7 separate regions of the Mus musculus genome follow, and regions 1, 3, 4, 5, 6 and 7 are each linked to region 2. The links are chromatin contacts, called in public ChIA-PET, HiChIP or PLAC-seq and promoter capture Hi-C maps. All regions are on one chromosome and are shown on one strand. Each heading gives the region's core, a stretch centred on a gene start, on an enhancer-like site or on the middle of the called end of the contact. The rest is flanking DNA. Distances are from core to core; before and after follow the strand shown.

Region 1 (2,781 bases), core at 194-2,693, 340 kb before region 2:
TGACTTGATGGAGTTGCTTAGAGTAATATGCCACTTTTGAGTTTTTTGAATACCATTGTTCATCATAACTCCAATACTGATCTACATATCACATGTGCTAAGTATGTAGGTATTGTTAGAATGTCCCAATTTATGCCCGCTGAGCAGTTTGTCTGTATCGGAGACAATCCAAAAGCCTGCATTATAATTATCAGCTTGCCTGAAGTAGGCTCTCTAGTGCTTTGGAAGGTCTCTTAAGATTACTACCAAAGAGGGTTGGAATTCCCTCCAGTCTTAGAAAGTAATCCAGTCCCATAGTTCTTTGGATAAAGAATCTGTGTATGGCTGTGAGTCATTTGAGTTAACTTCAAATACTGAAATTTCAGATAGCGCAGGATTAGATTTCTACTACTGGCTAAACATTTTGCTGAGCAACAAAGGAGGTGCATATACAAATGTATGGGCGCTCCTCTCTCCCACTGGCTTCACCTTGAGCCTCTTGGAAATTTCACCAAACTCATAAACTTGGAAGTGTATTAAACATTACACGACAACGGGGAGATCATTTAGAAACAAAAACTGGAGCAACTTGAGATTATCATTTACATCAAATACAGAAAACGTTTGAAAAGATGACTTCGACATCAAAGACTTTTAGAGAATATCTAAAGAGAACATTGATTTTTAAGAATTAGTAAGTTAAATGTTGAAAGAGAAACTAATGGGACAAAGTAGCCTGAATAGGAGAGGCAGTATTCCCCTCAAATTTAAGTACATTTATCCATTGCTTTAAAAATCTAAATCTTAAACGTAGAGTTCAGATTTTCCCCCTAGTGTTGACTGCAGGAAGCAATTAAAAATTATTGAAAAGATGCAGTTTTCAAGTCGCATTTGCTGGACGTCAGACAATTGTTGTCTAAATAGCGAATCTCTTAAAATTAGATAGGATAAATATAACGAATCCACTAAAAGGACTTGTATGGCGAGTAACTCCTAAACTGTGCTTATGCAACGGTTATAGGTCGCCTTTGACTTACATGCGAATACTTTTATAGTGACTTTGGAAATATCAGGAATGTTAGACCATATTAAATCACAAAGATTGTTTTTAAAACGCCTTTAGGAACGAGGGAACTGTAAACACAAACTCCATAATCAGGTTGCTTTGGCCAGGCTTTAGGACAATTCCGTACAGGATTTCAAGTAAACGTTAATCCTTCAGAAGCTCCTTGGCCCTTTTCTGTGCTGCAGTAGCAGCAGCAGCACAAACAGGCAGCGGATAAAATTACCTGAAATCCGCCACCAAGCGGTTCCCATGCCCTCAGGTGCTCAAAGATGCTGCAGACGCGCCCAAGATGCTAGGCGACCGACCAGAGAGGCGCGTCAGCCCTGGAGCCCCGCCCCTACAAGCCCCGCCCCTAGCCCGGCTTCGCCTTAAGCCCCGCCCCGGTGTCGTCGCCTCCGCGGGGCTGAGGATGACGTGAGGAGAAAGCCGCGAACCTCTGCCTCCTGTGGGTGCTGCTGGGCCAGCGGTTCCCACAGCCCCGGAGCCAGACGTGCTGCGAAGCGCACCGCCGAGCTCTCCGGCCGGCGGCCCCCTCACTCCCTCCCAGGCCGGGCCGCTCCCTGTGCGGCCCCTGCGGCTCCTGGCACGGCCCCGCGCTCGGCTGCCGCCCTGGCGCGCTCCACTCTGTCGTCCCCGGACGGGCGCGGACCAGCTCGACCGGGGCGCCGGCGGCTGGGCAGAGGGCGCTGGCCCCGGGGCCGCGCCAGCGCGGCCACCAACCTGGGGCTGTCCGTGGAGGGCGAGTGCTGGTTTCGGGGCGAGGCGACGCCCTTCGGGGCCAACGGGCCGCACGCCGATGTGGCCGTGGGAACGACTCACCCGTTTTCCAGCTCGGGGTCGGGGTCGGGGTCGGCGCCCATGGGGGCCCCGCCTCCGTCTCCTGGCCTGCCCCCGTCGTGGGCCGCGATGATGGCGGCCCTGTACCCGAGCACGGACCTCTCGGGCGTCTCCTCCTCCTCCCTGCCTTCCTCCCCATCCTCCTCGTCGCCCAACGAAGTGATGGCGCTGAAGGATGTGCGAGAGGTGAAGGAGGAGAACACCTTGAATGAGAAGCTTTTCTTGCTGGCGTGCGACAAGGGTGAGAGCTAGGCCCCCTTCTCCACCTCCGGACACCCTAGCACCCACTCCCCGGGTCCGGCCCCTGCCTCAACTTAACTCCTGGCACTCGTGCTTTTCCTTGTGTGCAGCGGCTATTCCCACCTCTGTGCAGCCCGCAGGACTTCTGCCTAATTGAGCTTGAGCAGCAGGCAGGTAGGGCGGGGGCGGTGGACTCGCGCAGGTGGGACGTTTCCATGGCGAGGAGGGAGCCTTGATCCCAAAGTTGCCCCACTTCTGTCACTAATAAACTCTAGTTTGAAGTTACTTCTTCCTTTGGGAGCCAGAGGCTAGTTTTGGACCTAATCCGAAAATTCTACGAATTTCCCTTAAGACTTCTCCGATTTATGGGCTGTCACCTTGTAGGTTTGTTGTTGTTGTTGTTGTTGTTATTTTTAAAAAAGACTTTTACTTCTGTTTAGCATCAGCCAGCAGTGCCTTAGCCTGTTACAGTTGAGTAGTATCCCATTATCTTTAACACAAATAATACGAAAAATCCTGCCCTAGTTGCCGAAACTTTCCCCAAATTTCTGGAACCCCTTTTAAATGTCGGTATTTTTTATTAGGGAGAAAGATTTATTGCTTCAGAGAGTTGGAGGGAGGCAAAGGTAGTAAAAAAAAAAAAAAAGTAAATATAGGCG
Region 2 (3,082 bases), core at 328-2,827:
GGGAGGATTATGTGTCAGGGAGCACATATGGATTTCAAAGAACAACTCATAAGGATCATTTCTCTCCTTCCAGCATGTGGATTCCTGGGTTCAAAATTCAGATCTCAGGCTTGGGTGCAAGTGCCTTTACCCATGGAGCCATTTCCCTGGTCCTACATCATACTATTTTTTAAGTTTTAAAACCTGAAATGAAACCCACACAACAACAACAACAACAACAAAAACTGAAACAAAACAAAACAAAAATCCCAAACCAAACTGAAACAAAACCAAACCAGTTAAAGCCATAAAACAATTGAATTAAGTCATTTTTTTTTCAACAATCCCTGTACCCAGAAGATTCTGTACAATACCCTGAAAAAAAAAAAAGTCGTCAATGGCAACGCTTTAAATTTAGGAGGGTCATCAGCCGAGGTGGGCTGCTCCAGGTAGACTATGATAATTTTGCAGTAATTATGTTTTACTTGTAAAAGCTTCTGAGAGACGGGGGGCAATCAGTCTCCCAGTGATCAGTAGTTCACCTCCGGACCGCAATGACTCATCTTTCTGCCCTTCTAGGTGGAAACTGGAGTACAATCTTTCCTATGTGCCCTCTAACCTCCACCCATCCTGTAGCTGTCCCATTTTACAATGGAAGTTTATTCCCTCATCAGCGAAAGAAAAGTATACAAACCAACGCAGACCAAACTAAAAAGTAACTTTCAACGTCCAAAAACGTTTTCCTTTGCGATCAAGTTCTTTGATCTCATCTCTTCCTCTTTAAAGTCAATGGACTCACTATCACACCACAAATTTAAACAAAGCGCCCTCCCCTCCCCCCAGCAGCCCTGTCTCAGAGGGTGTCAGCAGAGGTGGAAACTCCACAAGCCTAGAACATCTGCCGGGCAGGAGGTGGGGGTGGGATCATCGAAACCTTGTGGCCTTGTCCAAATCCAGGACACTCGGAAAGGTTGCGGAGAGGCATACTCTGAAGCCTCTTCAGTGACCCCGGGCCCAGAAAGATTTATTACTTCCTCCTTGAGGGAGAAACCACAAACCCGCTGGAATGGGCTAGCACCAGGGCCAAGGCTTCAGAACTGGGTTCCCGCTGCACACAGCGCTGTTGGGCGGTGCTGCTCGCGTCCTAGGAGGGGACACCAGTGCTGACCGCTGGGGATGAAAGGAGCGTACGTCCGGGGTATTTCTGCTCAAACTTTTATCACCAACTCTTCTCCAGAGCGAATCCTGGGAGCCGAGTCGTGCAGCTACAGAGAACCCAAGTCTCCGGCTGTGCGGGCGAGCTGGGAATCAGGCGCCGGCGCCGCGCCCCGGGCGCACCTAGAGCTCTGTTCTGCTACTAACGGCTGGAGGCCCTAGCAGCGCCTCCTTGAACCGGGTCGCATCTCCAGCCCCTAAGGAGGTGGCGGCGGGAGTCTGGAGCTGCGAGGAGGGCGGGTGTGGGACAGGCAGAGGAGGAGGGGAGCACGGCGAAGGGGAGGAGCCGGGGCGACAGACGGCGGCGCGCACCAACCCCGAGCGGGCTGGCAGGAGCCGCGCAGAGGCCGGCCCGAGCGCGTTGCAGGCGCCCGGCGTAGGGGGAGTCGGGTAGCAGCATCCTCCCGGGCGCCGCTTTAGTGCGGCCGCGGCGGGGGCTTCCTCTGCCTCGGGACCTCGTAGGGCAGAAGCCGCTGGTGACGCGGGGGTGGGGGGTCCCGCTCTTTTGCCTTCAGCTAGGTGTACAGAGTCCTGGGCCAGTCCGCGGCCACGGAGCGCCGGGGCTCGCCTGAGCCGCCCGCCAGGACATCCTCCGGGTGATGGAAGAAGCAGCCGCCGCTGCGGGGCCGCGCTGCACCCTATCCGCGGCCGCCGGAGGGATGGGAAGGTTCGCTACGTGGAGGCCAAGAGAGAGCGATGGAGAGCAGAACAGCCTGGAGCTGGGGCGTATGTAAGCCACCCCCCACTGTCGCCTCCTGCCTGCTTCGTGCCCCAGAGCCTGGAGGGAAGCAGCGGTCCCGAGAGACCTAAGGAGACGTCGCTGGAGCCGGGACGCGCCGCGCTCGGTGGAGCGCAGAGCTGGGCTCCGGGCCCGGTGAAAGTTTCCCCTCCCGGGGTGCAGGGCGCCCGCTGCTGGAAAACTCTGCCTAGGGCTAGGGCAGCGGAGTCTCGCGGCTCCCTCGAAGGCTTGGGGACCCCTAGCAGAAGAGAACCGGAGAGAAACCGAGGAGAGTGCTAGCCGGACAGTCCGCCGGTCGGGGATCTGGGGACGCTCCGAGGCGCACCCTCCGCTCCAGGTGAGTGGAGGAGCCCGCAGACTAGAGGGTGGGCGTTACTCAGGCGGAGGAGGCATCTGGACCGGAGACTGGGCTCACCCATTCACTCCGCTTCCCCTCGCAGGTCCTTCTCGGAGCCGCTGCCATGGGAGAGCCAGCCCTGGGCGCCGGGGACCAGCAGCCTCTGCCGCCGCGCCCGCCTCGGATCGGCGGCCCCAGTCCCGGCGCCCGCAGCCGGCCTGCAGCGTCCCCCTCCTGGGCTGCAGGGCCGCCTCCGCCGCGCCGCCGGCCCCGGCTGTGCCTGTGATGAGCCGCAGCTCGCCGCGAGCTCTGCCCCCCGGTGCGCTTCCCCGGCCGCTGCCGGCCGCGCCTGCCGCCGTGCAGCGGGCCCTGCTCCCGCCGTGGCCCCGGCGCGCAGGACGCCGCTGGCCTGCGTCCCCGCTCGGGATGAAGGTATTTCGCAGGAAGGCGCTGGTGCTGTGCGCGGGCTATGCACTGCTACTGGTGCTCACGATGCTCAACCTCTTGGACTACAAGTGGCATAAAGAGCCGCTGCAGCAGTGCAACCCCGACGGGCCTCTGGGTGCCGCGGTAGGGGCGGCCGGGGCCGGCTGGGGACGGCCGGGGTCGCCTCCTGCAGCGCCACCCCGCGCTCACTCTCGCATGGACCCCCGCACCCCGTACCGCCCTCCTGCCGCGGGCGTGGGGGCAGTTCCCGCAGCCGCGGCTGGGAGTGCAGGAGCTGCGGCCTCTCTGGGCAATGCTACTCGAGGCACCAGGGGTGGAGGGGACAAGCGGCAGTTGGTGTATGTGTTCACCACGTGGCGCTCGGG
Region 3 (2,715 bases), core at 72-2,571, 300 kb after region 2:
AAGTGCTGGGATTAAAGGTGTGCATCACCACGCCTGGCAACACACATGATTCTTAATAAAGTTTCCAAAAAACAAACAGTGGAGAAAACACAGCCTTCTTAAACAAATGGTGTTGAAGAAACTAGTTGGAAGAATGAAGCTGGATTCCCATACTTGGACCTGTACTGAAAAATAAAAAAGAAAGTTGAAATGGACAAAGACTGCAAACTGGAGAACTGTGGGAGATACTCATATTTACATAGGCATAAGCAAGGACTTTCTGCAAAGGACTTCAATAGCCCAAGAAGTCATCCCAAGTGGAGTTACATGAAACTAAAAGGCTCCTTCCTCCTATACAGCAAAGGAAGGAAGTGAGGGGAGAGACAGTCTGCAGAATGAAAGTACATCCTTGCTAGCTGCAGAGCCAACAGAGGATGAACATTTAGAATACATAAAGAACACACACAGAAGCTAAATATCAAACGAGGCCAAAGAACTCAGTCAATAGAGAGACTAATGAGTGGGTGGCTCTCCAAACCAGATGAAGTGCATATGGTCAGTAAACAAACGGGAAAACAAAAGCTTAGTATTCCTGGGCATCAGCAAAACACAAATTAAACAACACTGAGATTCCATCTCATGCCAGTAAGAATGGCTATAATTTAAACAAACAGACAAAATAAAAATAAAAACAGCAGTGGAGAAATGGCCTAGTGACTGTCCTGGTTTGCTCTCCTTTGCTGTAGTACACTGACTCAAACCAAATTGGGATGGAAAGTGCCTCACAGACATGTCCATGGGCCAATCTGATCAAGGCATTCCTCAACTAAGGCTTCATCTTCCCAAGGGTATGAAAGTGGCAACCAAGATTAGTCACCTCTGGTGGAAGGGGGGAATGGACTCCCCACATAAGTACATTGGCAAAGTCACGCCTATACTCCTTTGTTGGAGACACCCCACATTAAGCTGGAGAGACCTGGGACCCCAGATGACAAGGAGGAAAAACCTGCTGGGGGTACCGTGTTTCAGAGCTTGAGGCAATGGCCTCTTGTGGGCCCCAGTGTGAGTACTGAGGGGCCCCAAGTCCTGCTCCTTTGATGCAAACACTGAGTGATGTCATTTCTGCAATTATTCTTAGTACTTAGTATTTTCTTCATCTATTTACGATTCCTTTTCTTTCTTCCTGCCTTCCTTGATTAAACTGGTATTTAGTGACCTGGAAAGATCTAGTAGGAGGCCGCTTGATACCCAGAAATTAGATGTTGCCAATAATATTCAAGTGAAGGATGTTCATGAATTCAAGAGAAATCTATATTACAGTCACTCGCTCTAGGTAGAAATGAAAGTAACTTAGAGCCACAGGCAGAGATGAGTAATTCTGTAGCTCTTCCCCCAGTCTTCGTCTCAATTCTGTATAATAAAAGGATCCTATTTTTATTATACAGAATTGAGGATGAAATAATATACAAATATCTCCTAGAAAGTTAGCAATGGGTTTCTTGGGTTTAGGGGCGATGGTGTCAGCCCCCTAGGAATTCTCCATACCGGTTGGGTGAGGATGTTTTTGTAGACAAGCAGATGGGGTCCAAAAATTATAAAGACTGAAGGGTCAGCAGTATGCTTGCTCTTTTATGAAACCATATTGTCTCACTGGAGACTGGTGGTCAGGAGATACAAAAAGTTGTGCTTGCTGTAAAAATTTTATGTCTAAGGTTGTATAGTTTCCTTTTGTCTGTTCTAAATCTGTACTACTCTGGGTCACAAGAAAATGTTTGCACAGGAAAATAGAGAAGCTTTTACCTACCACACCCCCCCTGGATTTTGTAACCTAATTTTTTTATGAGTTCAATATAAGACTGGGGCTGAGTCAGGTCTAGGTGAGCACCCTGACTCCCGAGTCCAAGGCCTCCCATGCCAATGCACCAGCCTGTCAGCACTGTATCTCAATTGTGTGTTTTCTTATTAGCCTACCAGGTATCTCTAGTCCTTGATGACCCCCAACTCTTGTTGGCTGGACGCTGACACTCCTTCACAGGCTAAACACACTTGAGCACATGCATGTGTATGTGCTTACACATATACACACCTTAATAATAATTAATAAAACAAAAAGTTAAAATTTTAGTAAAAGAAACGAAGACAAATGCTGGTGAGAATGTGGAAGTGGGGTGGGAATGTAATGTAGTCCAGCCATTTTGGAAAACAATGGGGGTTTCTCTAAAAATGAAAACTAGAACCATCACATGACCCAGCTATACCACTTTCTGGTAAACAATCTTTAAGGAAGTACATACCACAATTACTTATCTGCATGGTTTTTTGTTTTGTTTTGTTTTTTGTTTTTTTTTTGGAGGGGTTGTTTTTTGTTTTTGTTTGGGTTTTTTTTTTTTTTTGTGCTATTCACAATAGCTGAGCTATAGAATCAGCCAGAGTGCCTGCCAACACAGAAAGGCAATGCGATATAAATACAAAATGATGCTTTTTTCATGAAGAAGAATGAAATTTTGTTGTTTCTTGGAAAACAGATGCAATTGGAGATTATAGGAACCAAGTATGAAAGATTCAGAAAGACAAACATTGCACATTTTCTCCCCTTTTTGAATGCTTGGGTTTCCATAGATGCACATGCACACATAGCACACATATGGACCATGTGCAAATATCTAGGGGAGGGATGTGGACTGGAAGAAGGGGCAGGTGGGAGGGCACGAAGAAGGAATATAGTTAATTCCATGG
Region 4 (2,740 bases), core at 45-2,544, 440 kb before region 2:
ACATAATAAACTACACATAAACCATCTCCAGGACCCTGTGGCTTCTCAACCTTGGAGCCCAGACCACCCAATCTCAGCTTTTTTTCCCTGTCCATTTCTCTCTGTGTGTTTTCTTTTTCTTCCTTCACTCCTGGTATAGGAGGATGTGGCAATCTATAGTGAAGCATTTAGATCGGTCATTCTCTTTTAGTACCAAGTAGTAGTCCATTGTGCTGATGTAGCACGTTTGCTTTTGACAGTCAATTCCTTCCAACTGTGGCTACAGAAAAAGAGAAGGAAGCTACTACATCAGTATTCAAGCCTCTATGTGATATGCTTTAGTTTATCTTGGACAAGAGCTAAGAATGAAATGGCTAAGTCATGTTGTACATACATGTTTAAGTAAATATTTTGAGAGAACACAATTCCTCTTGTACATCTGCACTCAGACAAAAACGTTATTTATTGGACTTTCTGGGTTATGGGATTTTCTAGGCACGGAGAAGTCCTTAGCTCACTCCTCTTTGGCCCAACCAATTCTTTTGGACTTTAAACAGTTTCAGTGTACTGAAGCCACATTCCTACCGGCCTGATTGCTACCTGTTCTGCATCAGTTCAGGACTACAGGGCCAAGGGTCACCTAGGACCTTAGGTCAAAGGACAGCAAAAGTACCCTGCACACCTGTGGATCATGCTACCAGAAAAGCACACAAGAGCCCTTGAAGCTGCGTTCCGTTGGCTTGACTCAGATGTTGTTGGAAAAAGGTCCTGCCTTTGTTTGAGTGTGGGCTTTGGTTATTTATTTTAAATAGGTGTGGCTGTTTAATAAAGAGGGAAGGATCATCTGAATTCCCCAGAAGGGAGAAGGATGAGAGAAATTGTTTTACTTTAATAATTATCTTACCTTGTGAGCTGTAGTTTTCAAAAGTGCTATGCATACTAGTGTTCTGAGAACACATTAGAAACATCCAGCATTCAGATAAAAGATGCGGATACTCTGGGTTTGAGAGCTGTTTGAACAAAAACCTGAGGCCCCCTTGTTTGAGAACCACCGTGCTAAAACTCATTTCAGGGGTGCAGACAGTTGTAATTAGGCTGAGTGAAGCGTGGGCAGCAGGGATGACGCCCCTGCAGCGCGGGTCCACTTCCCCATCTTCCATCCCCCAACCTCAACACAAACCTCTTTAGTTAGCTCCTGCAAGCCTCCTTTCACCTGACTGCAAAGATCTGGTGGCCTCTCCCCTGGGTGCAGCAACTAAAACCTGGCGAGTGGATTTCAAGCGTGCGGGTGGGGGTGCGGGACGAGCATGCGCAGTGGCGCGAGCGCAGGAGCAAGGAGGCGGGTGAGTGGCAGCCGCAGCGGAGCGGACCAGACCAGCGGGCGCGGGGATCCCGGGCAGGAGCTGCCGAACGGCCGCCGCAGGTACCGGGGGCTGGGTGCCTGAACGCACAAGCGGGCGTGGGTCAGGAGGGGGAGGCCGGGCAGGAAAGGCAAGCTTGGCTTAGCGGCGCTCGGCGAGGGCTCCGGGTTCCTCCGACACCTGCGGGCGCGCTCCTGCCCTGCGGCGGAGTCTTGCGCTCAGGTGTGAAGTCCTGTGTGTCGCTGCTTAAGCCCCAGCCCAGGAAGCACATCGTGATACCCTGCATCTAGGAAGGGAGGGTACTAAGTTTTCTGGTTTAAACTTTGCGTGGCTGTTGAAGAGGTTTTTCTGATCCGTTGGTGTGTCTCTTAAGTTGTGTTACTGTGTTCGCCTCTGGTGCACAGGCGAATGTAGGGACAGAATGAAATTGCATCCGTGTTTGCTGGACTTAAGTGCCTTTCCAGGAGCCCTGGGGCCTCTGGATGCAGTGCAAGAAATGTCAGTCTTAGGGGAAAGTGCCAAGAATTTTGTGCGATTCAGCAGGCTGCATTTTCGAGTATAAGCTTTAAAAATTAAAAAGAAAAAAATACCAAAACAAAATACAGAAACCCATTTTTAACATTATTACCCCCATCCCAGGCTTCAATGAGTAGTATTGAAAAGAAAAACTTTCCTAGTTATTTACATTGTGTGACTTATACAGACATGTATCCTACCTCAAAGCTGTTGTAGACTGTATGGGGCCAACACGGAATGAACATTTCTTTGTTGGAGGAATGTGGAATCATAACTAGAATTTCAGGATGAATACAGAGACCAATGTTTTGGCCCCACAAAGGTGAAGCAAGGGCATTTAATTCCACGCCCCACCTCTTGTAACCAACTCCTCTTTAAACTTAATTCATTAGTGAAATTCTATAGGAAAGTGTTAAATTTGTGATGCGAGAGGCACGTGACCGTAGTAAGTGTAGGAAACGGAAAATTGAAGTTGAGGAGGAAAAAACAAACTAGAAAAGAGATCACAGAAGACCCCCCCCCCTTCCCTTTATTTTCCTGCCGTGAGGGTTTTAATGGTCGAAATAATATACAGTTGGTCTGGTTTTGTTCCGAGGGACCTCTGAGGTCAGCCAGTTCAGCTGCTTCAGTTTACAAATGAGAAAGCTGAGACCAGGGAGGTTAGATGACTTGCTCTGCCCGCGCTCGCCCCTCAGGGCCAAGCAGGGCCTGGGAAGCTGGTTTTCTGATTTCAGGGATCTCTTTACTGTGCCTCTCTGATATTCTTCTTGTTGTAGATGATTGACCTTTCTTTCTCTTCCAGCCTCTCCCGCTCAGTCTGATGGAGGCAGGGAGTTAGTTCCTACCTTGCTCATCCCTCTATTCACAAAGCCACACACCTCTCA
Region 5 (3,173 bases), core at 142-2,641, 460 kb after region 2:
TGGGGATCAGGCAGGGTAAAGGAGGGCAGACAGGAAAGGGTCAGGAGTGGGATAACCTCTTTTGGCCTGTTTGGTCTATGAGTCCTATAGACCTCTAAACATTACAGACTATTGCCAATGCTACTGATTTGATAGTTCGACCCTATTTCTGAAGACAGCCTCTGAATCTCTGAATCACAGAGCTCAGAGAACTCAAGCTTCATCCACATGGACTAGCTTTCATAGTGTTAGAAGGTCCTGTGCATGCGTCCTACTGGAGGAGAAAGGAGTCATCTGTCTTATCCAGCTATGAACTCTGGGAGCCACAGCACTGACTGATCTAACAATACATGCTCACTGGGGCAACAGTGGCATGAACATAATGGGTGTAACCAATCACTCTCTGATTTGATTTAAGCCTGCTCTACAAGGTGAAACCCATTCCTAGACAGGTCATAGTCTCTAGGGGAGAACTTGGTACTATTCTGCTAAACGAACATACTATTAAACTGACTCCTAGTGACTTATCTTCATAAGCCTATATTAATGTGCATATAAACCCTTATCAGAGAAGCTTCTATTTGCAGTAGGTGGTTATTAACACACAGGCTCACAACTGGTCAAGGTGCAGAGAATAAGAAACTGCATATTTCTCACCCCTAAATGGGATGTGCATATGCCAACCCCTTCTCTCAAAGCTCAAGGGCTGAAAGAGGCAGAGATAACTACAAGGTTCAATCCTTTCCTGAACACAGCAGGGCAGCTGCATGTATGAACTTACAGTGGCTGATGGGATGCAAGAGACCTATGCCAGCTAAAGCCATACGAAAGTCTAGCATGGAAAGGAGAGATGGGCACCAAGTCCCACAACTGCATGAGGAGCTATTGGCAATTGAATGCTGCCAGGAGTGGGGGTGGTGGTGGTGGTGGTGGTGGTGGTGGTGGTGGTGGTGGTGGTGGATTTTCTTTAAGAATGCTCTGGTAGAAGGCTACACATTCAAGAATATAAGAACAGCACAAATTGGAATCCAAGGTTTTAAAAAAAGAAGAAGACACAATGTTGGGCAGGTAAGGGTTTGATGGAGGATCTGAGAAAAGTTGGGGGGTGGGGAATGTGATTAAAATACATTGAATGGAATTCTCAAATAAGTAAGAAAATAAAAAGGGAAAAATGTTCTTCATTTTGTATTATATAAAATATGTTGATTCTATTTATATTACCTTTGGAAAAACAAGCAGCCATTAAATGCGACTCTGGAGGAAATCAGGAAGCAGTTCAGAGAAAGTAAGAACGTCTGACTCATGTTTGTGCACAGAATCGCCTTTCAGCATCTGCCCACTGAGGTTCCAGTGGTGGGCAAGGTCACAAAAGGCTTGGCTGCAGGGACTCATTTATGCAATCTTGAACAAAAATTAGAACCAACACTTTCAGACACTAGTTAAAAGAACTGTTTTGAGAAACCACAAAGCACACAGTTCAGTTCAAATTCACTGGCAAGGAAATTCAGGAAACAGCTATTTGGTAAAAATAATGATACTGTTGGTATGTAAATTATTTCCAGGGAGGTCAGTTTCCATGCAACAATTGCTGCCTTTTGAATAACCAAACACTATTTACACCGTCCTCTGTTACTTATACTCTGGACCCCCTCAGAGACCTCCGGATCAATTTGCTTGCTTACATGATCAAGGTTCATGATCCTGTAACTGTAAATTATGTAAAATGAGTAATAATACATTGGGAATGAAGAGGCCTGGGACCCTTAGGTGATTGTTCAGACACTGAACAAATTGGATGATTGGTTCAATTTAAATTAATTGCATTCTACTAAATCCCATTGTCTTCTCAGTAAATTAAGAAGGGTTGTCTGTAGTTGTGGTTTTAAATTGGGATAAGACAACTAAAAGTTGGAGGAAAATATGAAACTTTCATAATTTTTACAAGCATCTTTGTGTACTGTTAAGAAATATAAGAACTCTTATGAACAAGAAATGAAACCATGTGGCATATGATAGACATATATATATATATATATATATATATATATATATATATATATATATATGTCTGTAAGAGTCAGAAAATTTAGCAAGCACTATCGTAGGTAGTAACTTCTGGGCATCTTTAACTAAAGTGTCTGTGTTAAGAACAACACAGTCCTTACACTGTGACAAGGTCTGTGGACTGTGGATACATGGGGTCCTACAAATGCAGGCTGACCTCCTGTCCACCTCCTCATCCCCAGGAGATATGTCCACTGCTTGTCTCTCTGTATTGTCTCCAACCCATAATAATTTCAAGAAGACACGAGTGACTGAAATGCTTGTTTCTCAAATTAATTCTTCTCTATCTAAGGAAATGCTTATTTACTTTGAAAAGAGAATGCAGGGTGATGATTTATATCCTTACATACAAATAAATGTTTTATGAGGATTGATTAGTAGTAGGGTCTATTTTTTTTCCTTTATATTCAACTGTTTTATTCAAGTCCATTATCACCTATACACTCAGCCAGTGATAACACTATGCCCCATCCTTTTCTCATTAGAAGTCAATAAAGGCTTGAGATAGGGAAGCCTAGAAATAAACGTCTGTCATACAGAGCATGATTTTCTTTGACATGAAATGCAGACTTGAGGGGTTTATGAGGTTGGAGAATAGTGCATTTTTAGACAGGAAGTATTGATTATATTACTGGAACACAGAAGGACTGTAAGCAAAATAAAACAATGTGTCTCGTTCTTCCACAGTACTCTGAGGGCCTTAAGGTTGATGGGTTATTTTTCAGGCTATGCATTTCTTCACTGATCTCATAAAAAGAAGACGTTCCGACAGGTTTGCTGCTACAACTGAGAGAGGACCTGGAACTGAAAGTCAAAGATTTAACAGAATGGAAAACTCCTTCAGGGAATATGAAGGAATCTAAGTTTCCAGAGTATACATTTACTGTCTCGTTGCCCATGCTTGGCAGCTGGGTAGCTGGCAGATTGGTCGGGAATCTGTGGAACTTAAGAGGGAAAACAGCATGAACCTAGGTACTCATTCCTGACTTCTCTGGCACAGACAGAATATGCATTTCAGAATTATTTCACATTGCAGTTTTCAAAGTTCTTCTAAGCAACCTCCCAGACCCCCAAACACCTGACTATCTATGCAAGAAAATTCTTACTTATGTGACTACGTTTTACAGTTT
Region 6 (3,045 bases), core at 158-2,657, 370 kb after region 2:
TAGGTTATGTCAAGTTGAGAATTATTCAGGTCACAGAGATAGAATACTAGCACAGGTATTCAGGATTAAGAGAGCATGAAAGTGCCCCGTTTAGAGAGCGATTGATGACTGGGATGCACTAAGTCATCTCAACAGAGTTTCATTAGTCTATGAAAGACTACAGAGACTCCTGTTTCTTGACACTGCTGACCCCGTGACCTTCTTCATGCTTCACCTTCAGTTTTATTCCTTCTGCTATGGTTTGTATAGGAAATGTTTCCTACAGGTAAGTCATGGCTTGAACACGTTGTCTTTGGCTTCTTATGACTTTGGGAGGCTGTGGATGTTTTAGGAACTGAGCCCTAGCTTAAAAAGATAGGTCTCTGAAGGAAAGTCCATAGGGACAAATCTTTGGTTCCTTTTGTGGGTACTGTCTGAGTCTAGTCAACCAAGGAAGTGAAGACTAGCCCCTGCTCCAGCCTCCTGCCACTACAATGCTCGTCAGAACTGTGTGGCACCAACAGAACAGAGACCCTGAAACCATGTGCTAACAGTTAGTTGATTCTGTAAGGCATTGTGGTGTCTGCTTGGCTGGTTTCTTCTAGATATGGATACTTTTGTGCCAGAGTCTCAAATGTTCAGATAACAGACAATTGTTGTTTCACAAAATGACACAGGGAAAGATGGCCTCCAGCTCTGCACTGGTACTCCCATTGACCCTAAGCTGAAGAACACAACACTCCCCTGGATATTAGCCGGAGTGCTGGCCTTTACACAGCCAAGGGAGAAGCAATAAATGTTGATAATAAAAATGAGTTTTAATCTTTGTTTCCACATCTTTCTCCCCTTCCTTCGATGCTGGCAGTGCTGTGAATGTTAACATGTACCAGTGGATGATGGGTTGGATACTGAACACAGTCAACAAAGCCTCGCAAACTTGGCATTGTTAGTTTTGTGACTGTGATGAGTTCAGGGATGAATTTTCATAGGAATTTGTAATGTGGTCATATTCCCCTGGTTAAAACTCATCTAGAGTTTTGTGAGAGGCTACATCACGGACTCCATGTCTTCTTTCAAGTGTACCGGTAGGAAATGAATTCAAGGAAGGGTGCTTTTTAACACGCTCTCTGCCTTCTACAACCACAGTTCCCTAGCCTTCCTCCCAGCCAGATAAAGTGGCATGGAAACTCCGCAGTCTGGGAGTTTGTAGTTCCCAAGTCAGTGGTTTCAAAAAGGCTGCCAGGGCTCAATTAGGCTTGGCATTTTCCCTCCTTCTATCAGCTCCTGGCTCTTATTTAGTTTTAAATTAAATAAAAATTGCAGCACATGGGTTTAAATTAAAACAAGAAGACTGATCTCTGTAATATGCACCACATCAATAGGGAAGCTAATTTGTGTGAAACACATCTCCTTTAATTTAAACCACAGAGTGTAGTCTCTTTGGTTTCAAGGGAGCTGGGAGCTGGGGCAGGGTTGTTCAATGGGGCATTACTAGGGTTGTATGTAGAATCAGGAGTGGCTTCAAAGGAGCTTAGCATTTTGATTAAGCTCTTTGTGCTGCATGTCACAGGATACACCAGAGAAGTTACAGCCTCCTGGTCTTGAATTTAAAGAAAGTCTTAAATATGTCTCAGGGTTAACCTCCTTGATTGACTCTTTAACAGCATTTGTCATCATTAATGACTTCTTAAGACAGATAGGTCAAACAGTGGGGTCCAGATCCTCACCAACTGATCTCGATCCGTCTCCCACTATACTGTTCCAAGGCTTAGTGTATACACACTACTAGTCCACATCAGTGGAATTGTATAGGAGGGGCTGTTAGTGGAGGAATTCAGTCTGCAGTCTTCCTGTTGTTTTGCTGGTTTAATTGTTCTGGAGGCAAAGGATGGAGGCAGATGTGTGTGTTTGTGTGTGTGTGTGTGTGTGTGTGTGTGTGTTTAGTCTGTGGAACAGCCATGAACAATGAGTGCTTCACTTGAAAAATATTACCAGGCCATCTACATGTTTTGTATGTTCATTACATGTTTGTGTGGTGTCTGTGGAAGCTAGGAGAAGCCTTCAGATCACTTGATTCTGGAATTTGGAGCAGTAGTCAGTCAGCCTGTAGGTGCTGGGAACTGAACCCAAGTTCTCTGAAAAAGCAGCCAGAGCTCTTAGCCACTGAGCCACCTCTGTAGCTCCATATCACTTGGTTCATCCACTTTTGGAGGTAAGTCTGACAAGGTTTTATGGAGCCTAAAGCCTGTACATGGCTCTCTTCAATAACAACAAACACGAGCTATTTGAGTATATTTATATAAATCAGGACTCTCCGTTAGGGCTTTTCCCAGGATATGAACTGTGGTACCAAGGGAGAAAGCAAAGCTTAAGTCCAATAAGTTTGAAAAGAGTTCACTTCTGCTTTAAATTTTTTTTCCCTTTCTGTATAATGCCAAAAGGTGTACAAATGGCGAGGGTGGATAAACAGGAGATTTATCAAATGGTAGGCACCATTGACTGAGGCAGAAAGCTAAGGTTTCTATTTGATTGACATTTGAGTCTGAAGTGTATGGACTTAGAGAACTAAGTCAGGGCAAATGTCTCTCTCAAAGGCACCTTTGTCTTTGTTTACCTGAATACCCACCTTAGAGCATTCACCGACAGACAAATATGTGCTGAGGGAATATCTGGATGACCAAATGTAAAAATGATGTTATAACTCCAGTCAGGGAAGCAGGTAGGCTAACTTCAGATCTTTACTTCTCCTCTTCTCTCTCCCAAATCTAATTCTCTGTTCTCACCCCGCTCTGTGACGTCTCCTTCCCTTCTGCTTCCATCTCCAACTGATCACACAGACCTCCTCCAACCTTCTTATCTGCAATTCATCCCATTATCTCAGGCCCTATCACCAGCAGACATTCCTTTGGGACCTTCAAGCCACACTAGCCAGGGAAGCTGGTAGGCTACCTGCAGATCTTCACCTCTCCTCTACTGGAAATCCAAGCCCCTGGACTCACCCCCAACTTAGTAGCAGATCACCTGCTGTGGCTTCTCCCCCTCTTTTCTGACCCTACTCATTACATT
Region 7 (3,006 bases), core at 223-2,722, 280 kb after region 2:
AGGCATTTCTTTGTGTCTTTGCTTAGCATGAGTCTTTCTGGGTGAGAAATCTTATCTTTAAATCCCCATTGCTCAGTTATTGCAGGCATACTTCTGCACTCCTTGGGACCTTTTGCAACTGGGCTTGAACTGTCTGGAGCCATAGCCATCAGAACCAAGACACCAAGGTCATATCCACACAGAATGGACAACCAGACCTTCAGGAAGTAATAGAAAAGTGCAAGCTAATATTTAAGAGAAACCCTACACAGGCTAGCACTGTGTTAAAAATAAAGTTATGTTAGTAATGACAAAAGTAATAGTTGACAGAGTTGGGTTAGGAGAAAGGAAAAACTTCTAAGCTTGAGAAATTGTTGGGTATGTCCATTTTCTGCAGAGTAAGATCAAACTCGCCACTGCAGCTCCAATACTGGCCCTGTTCACCACTGCCAGCTCACTTACCTACTTCTGCCTTGGCTACTCACCTTCAGCCACATTGGCCTGCACCTGGTTCTGCTTGTGCTCACACCAATCCACTGACATGGAGCCTGCATCCTTGCTGTGCCATCTGACTGGACCACTGCCTTCCTTTCCACTTGGCTTGCTTCCGCACATTTCAGTTTTCTATCAAATGGTACTTTCATAGATCTGCCCTATATAGCCAATGACCTCTCCTCCCTTCTCCACCCCCTCACCTGCTTCATCGTTATCTTTTTCTGAACTCACAACCTTTACATACTATCTTTTTTCTGATAGGTGTTCCTCCTTGGAACAGAAGTTCTGTGTGGGAAAAGACTTCAAAATAGTAACAGTTGAATTCTCTGCATAGCAGCTTATATTTGATAGGTGTGGGGTCAATGACTACTCACACGAACGCACTCTTATCTGATAAAGTGGGATATTTTGGAACCAAATTACTTGGATTCAAATTCTACCTTTGCCTTCTCCGTGCCTGTGGTCATGTTATCTAACTTCTCTGTGTACAGTTTCCTTGCGTGTAGATGGGATGATATAGTGCCTGTTCAGGGTTATCTCTGAAACTGGTGTAAAGCATGCAATATGCTTAGAATAATATTAAAAACCATAGCCAGCATTCAACGGGGAGATCCTGACAGACTGATGAAAAGGGAAGAGACGCCCTGCTGAGTCCTCTTAAGTGCTGGAAATTTACACCACAGTCCAGAGACTTTACCCACCTCACAAGGGCGTGTTTCCAAGAACAGGAAAACTATCTGGGGCTCGAGGAAGGGTAGTACTATCTGTTTTTCAAACATGAGTGAGAGATACATAACATACAGTATACATAACATACACTTCTCAAAGCAGCAAAGCCATAAACTGTGTGCACTCAAAGCTGAATGGTTGCATTTGGAGCATGCTTTGCAAAGTTTCTGAGCCTGGCAAAATAAAGATTGCACTGTCATGTGTTGCACAGGGAGCTGTGCCTCAAGCTTACAGCCCAGAAGTATTCTCTACAAGCTAAGAAGATGGGAATTCTTTTATAAGCAGCTGCATTTAATTATACAGTATTGACTCTGAGACTGCGGAGTCAGGAATGGCTGTAAGTAGTTTAAACATTTTTAGCTTTTCATTAGGAACTGCTGTTGTGGTTAGCCAGTGCAGAGATCATCCCACATATTAATCTTGTTAATTTAAACTTGGTTTAGTAAAGGCAAAGTAAGTAGGGACATGGTCTTGCTAAAACTCAGACTTATGCTTGGCATCAATAGATGACAAGTAAGGCATTGCCAGGCAGAAGGACAGCAGAGAGCATCTTGACACAAGGCTCACAAAGTACCAAACACACTTCGCCCAGGTTGAATGGCAGCTGCACGCATCCCGTGGCCAATGACTTCTGGTCGGAGTTCAGTGCTTCATGTACTTGACACTAAGGGGATAATTACTCCAACCTCTTTCCAAAACGGGTTTTGCCATTTGCTAGTTTTGCTAGCTAAAGAACATGGTGAGAAAGGATGCCCAGAATCCCCTGAAAGTTATTTGTAAGCCACAACGGCTCCTTCAGGAGCTTGTGATTTAGAGTGGGAATGGCTTAACATGGAGAGAGCCCCTTCTTTGCCCTCTGCGTGAAGCTCTGGGGAGATCTGGTTAGAAACAGTAAGCACCACTCTTTACACCACCAGGGCAGGGACATGCTTTGTGTCCCCGAAGGATAAGGACTTAGGATATGACTGATTATTTCCTCTTTCTGCCAGGTGTCTCTAGGGAACGTAATATTCATTTGTAGTTGGAGCTCGGCAGGGATGGAGGCCCTGCAACCTGCTGATTTGGATTCTCCTTATTCCTGTGTGTTTACTTACTCTCTGTTCTGATTATTCTTCTACTGAAATCTAAAACACATAATTATTTAATGTAGTGAGGTGAAGTGTCTAAAATCTTTTAAAAGTTGAGTTTGGTTTGTATTAACAGTGTGTGTGTGTGTGTGTGTGTGTGTGTGTGTGTGTGTGTGTGTGTATGCGCATGCTAGCTTGTATGTATATGTGAATGCATGTGGAGGCCAGAGGTTCATACTGGAGGTCTTCCCCCATTGTTTGTTGACTTAAAGTTTTTCTTAGCCTGCCACTCTTAGTGAAACTAGAGCTCTTTGTTCCAGGTAGGCTGGCCAGCCAATGAACCCCAGAATCAACCGGTTCCCATCCCTACCCAGCCCTGTGATTGCAGCTGTGCACCTCCAAGTCTAGATTTTATATGGGTGCTGGAGATCTGAGCTCAGGGCCTCTTGCTTACACAGCAAGCACCCTACCCACTGAGCCATCTCCCTAGTCCTAAGCTTAGGTTTGTTTTTTTTCTTGTTGATTTTTTTTTTTGTGACAGCTTCCTGAGATAAACACCATTATCATTCACTTTGGACAGACAGGGAAGGTGAAACTCCCAAGATGTGAAAGCTTTTCCAAGACCCAAATGTCACATGATGTTCATTTTCTATGCGGCACAATCTTATTTCTAAAACAACTAAAAAAAATACCTTTCATTATGGTAATATCTCCAGGTGAGAGTCACTGCCGAACT

Evidence for each region. Promoter capture Hi-C pulls out the DNA fragments that hold promoters and counts their contacts. ChIA-PET counts read pairs in DNA pulled down with a chosen protein or histone mark. HiChIP or PLAC-seq counts read pairs in DNA pulled down with a chosen protein or histone mark.
Region 1: a promoter capture Hi-C map of embryonic stem cells shows a contact between it and region 2. The contact joins the promoter of Trpc1 here to the promoter of Chst2 in region 2. A contact is called at or near these places in 17 of 39 promoter capture datasets (the 3T3-L1 cell line, the HPC-7 cell line, cranial neural crest and 8 more), 3 of 484 Hi-C or Micro-C datasets (all in embryonic stem cells), 2 of 115 datasets of contacts at active chromatin or transcription factors (both in embryonic stem cells) and 1 of 9 other capture datasets (macrophages).
Region 3: an RNA polymerase II ChIA-PET map of memory CD8 T cells shows a contact between it and region 2, with 10 read pairs. The contact joins the enhancer-like site here to the promoter of Chst2 in region 2. A contact is called at or near these places in 8 of 39 promoter capture datasets (3T3-L1-derived adipocytes, the HPC-7 cell line, cranial neural crest and 5 more), 1 of 15 datasets of contacts at CTCF or cohesin (the NIH/3T3 cell line), 6 of 484 Hi-C or Micro-C datasets (CD4 T cells, CD8 T cells, brain and 2 more), 14 of 115 datasets of contacts at active chromatin or transcription factors (SST interneurons, VIP interneurons, craniofacial prominence and 9 more) and 3 of 9 other capture datasets (embryonic stem cells, liver and pancreatic islet).
Region 4: a promoter capture Hi-C map of hematopoietic stem and progenitor cells shows a contact between it and region 2. The contact joins the promoter of Pls1 here to the promoter of Chst2 in region 2. A contact is called at or near these places in 15 of 39 promoter capture datasets (the 3T3-L1 cell line, cranial neural crest, embryonic stem cells and 8 more), 1 of 15 datasets of contacts at CTCF or cohesin (embryonic stem cells), 9 of 484 Hi-C or Micro-C datasets (cerebral cortex, embryonic stem cells, palatal mesenchyme and 2 more), 9 of 115 datasets of contacts at active chromatin or transcription factors (T-cell acute lymphoblastic leukemia, embryonic forebrain, embryonic stem cells and 2 more) and 2 of 9 other capture datasets (adipose tissue and embryonic stem cells).
Region 5: a promoter capture Hi-C map of second pharyngeal arch cranial neural crest shows a contact between it and region 2, with 7 times the contacts expected there. The contact joins the enhancer-like site here to the promoter of Chst2 in region 2. A contact is called at or near these places in 15 of 39 promoter capture datasets (the 3T3-L1 cell line, the HPC-7 cell line, cranial neural crest and 9 more), 1 of 15 datasets of contacts at CTCF or cohesin (CD8 T cells), 10 of 484 Hi-C or Micro-C datasets (CD4 T cells, Th1 cells, Th2 cells and 7 more), 23 of 115 datasets of contacts at active chromatin or transcription factors (SST interneurons, T-cell acute lymphoblastic leukemia, Th17 cells and 15 more) and 4 of 9 other capture datasets (adipose tissue, embryonic stem cells, liver and 1 more).
Region 6: a contact with region 2 is called in an H3K4me3 HiChIP or PLAC-seq map of craniofacial prominence, with 7 times the contacts expected there. The contact joins the enhancer-like site here to the promoter of Chst2 in region 2. A contact is called at or near these places in 14 of 39 promoter capture datasets (3T3-L1-derived adipocytes, the HPC-7 cell line, HPC-7-derived erythroid cells and 9 more), 1 of 484 Hi-C or Micro-C datasets (cerebral cortex), 6 of 115 datasets of contacts at active chromatin or transcription factors (craniofacial prominence, embryonic forebrain, embryonic limb bud and 2 more) and 2 of 9 other capture datasets (adipose tissue and embryonic stem cells).
Region 7: a contact with region 2 is called in an H3K4me3 HiChIP or PLAC-seq map of craniofacial prominence, with 5 times the contacts expected there. The contact joins the enhancer-like site here to the promoter of Chst2 in region 2. A contact is called at or near these places in 12 of 39 promoter capture datasets (the 3T3-L1 cell line, 3T3-L1-derived adipocytes, the HPC-7 cell line and 8 more), 2 of 15 datasets of contacts at CTCF or cohesin (CD8 T cells and pro-B cells), 7 of 484 Hi-C or Micro-C datasets (CD4 T cells, CD8 T cells, cerebellum and 3 more), 17 of 115 datasets of contacts at active chromatin or transcription factors (DN3 thymocytes, SST interneurons, T-cell acute lymphoblastic leukemia and 10 more) and 2 of 9 other capture datasets (embryonic stem cells and pancreatic islet).

Annotation. Positions count from the first base shown.
Region 1 is chr9:95,749,010-95,751,790 of GRCm38.p6, reverse strand. Trpc1 (transient receptor potential cation channel, subfamily C, member 1) reads left to right here and starts at 1,443. Exons shown (of 13, transcript NM_011643.4): 1 at 1,443-2,123. The coding sequence starts at 1,952.
Region 2 is chr9:95,405,765-95,408,846 of GRCm38.p6, reverse strand. It overlaps Chst2 (carbohydrate sulfotransferase 2), which reads left to right and starts at 1,577. Exons shown (of 2, transcript NM_018763.2): 1 at 1,577-2,270; 2 at 2,374-3,082. The coding sequence starts at 2,556.
Region 3 is chr9:95,104,582-95,107,296 of GRCm38.p6, reverse strand. All of the region lies in intron 12 of Slc9a9 (solute carrier family 9 (sodium/hydrogen exchanger), member 9), which reads right to left. Among named protein-coding and RNA genes, the nearest start is that of Gm32018, 200 kb to the left of the region's middle. Within about 2 kb of position 1,321, at least 5 of the 459 cell types and tissues checked have an H3K27ac peak or open chromatin away from gene starts, as enhancers often do. A contact at or near this core is called in CD8 T cells and memory CD8 T cells, where this site is marked.
Region 4 is chr9:95,843,833-95,846,572 of GRCm38.p6, reverse strand. Pls1 (plastin 1 (I-isoform)) reads left to right here and starts at 1,294. Exons shown (of 16, transcript NM_001033210.3): 1 at 1,294-1,402.
Region 5 is chr9:94,949,044-94,952,216 of GRCm38.p6, reverse strand. The region is part of intron 8 of Slc9a9 (solute carrier family 9 (sodium/hydrogen exchanger), member 9); the gene reads right to left. Among named protein-coding and RNA genes, the nearest start is that of Mir7656, 200 kb to the right of the region's middle. Within about 2 kb of position 1,391, at least 13 of the 459 cell types and tissues checked have an H3K27ac peak or open chromatin away from gene starts, as enhancers often do. A contact at or near this core is called in the HPC-7 cell line, hematopoietic stem and progenitor cells, pre-megakaryocyte-erythroid progenitors and 1 more, where this site is marked.
Region 6 is chr9:95,033,028-95,036,072 of GRCm38.p6, reverse strand. All of the region lies in intron 11 of Slc9a9 (solute carrier family 9 (sodium/hydrogen exchanger), member 9), which reads right to left. Among named protein-coding and RNA genes, the nearest start is that of Gm32018, 280 kb to the left of the region's middle. Within about 2 kb of position 1,407, at least 3 of the 459 cell types and tissues checked have an H3K27ac peak or open chromatin away from gene starts, as enhancers often do. A contact at or near this core is called in craniofacial prominence, where this site is marked.
Region 7 is chr9:95,124,352-95,127,357 of GRCm38.p6, reverse strand. All of the region lies in intron 13 of Slc9a9 (solute carrier family 9 (sodium/hydrogen exchanger), member 9), which reads right to left. Among named protein-coding and RNA genes, the nearest start is that of Gm32018, 180 kb to the left of the region's middle. Within about 2 kb of position 1,472, at least 9 of the 459 cell types and tissues checked have an H3K27ac peak or open chromatin away from gene starts, as enhancers often do. A contact at or near this core is called in SST interneurons and craniofacial prominence, where this site is marked.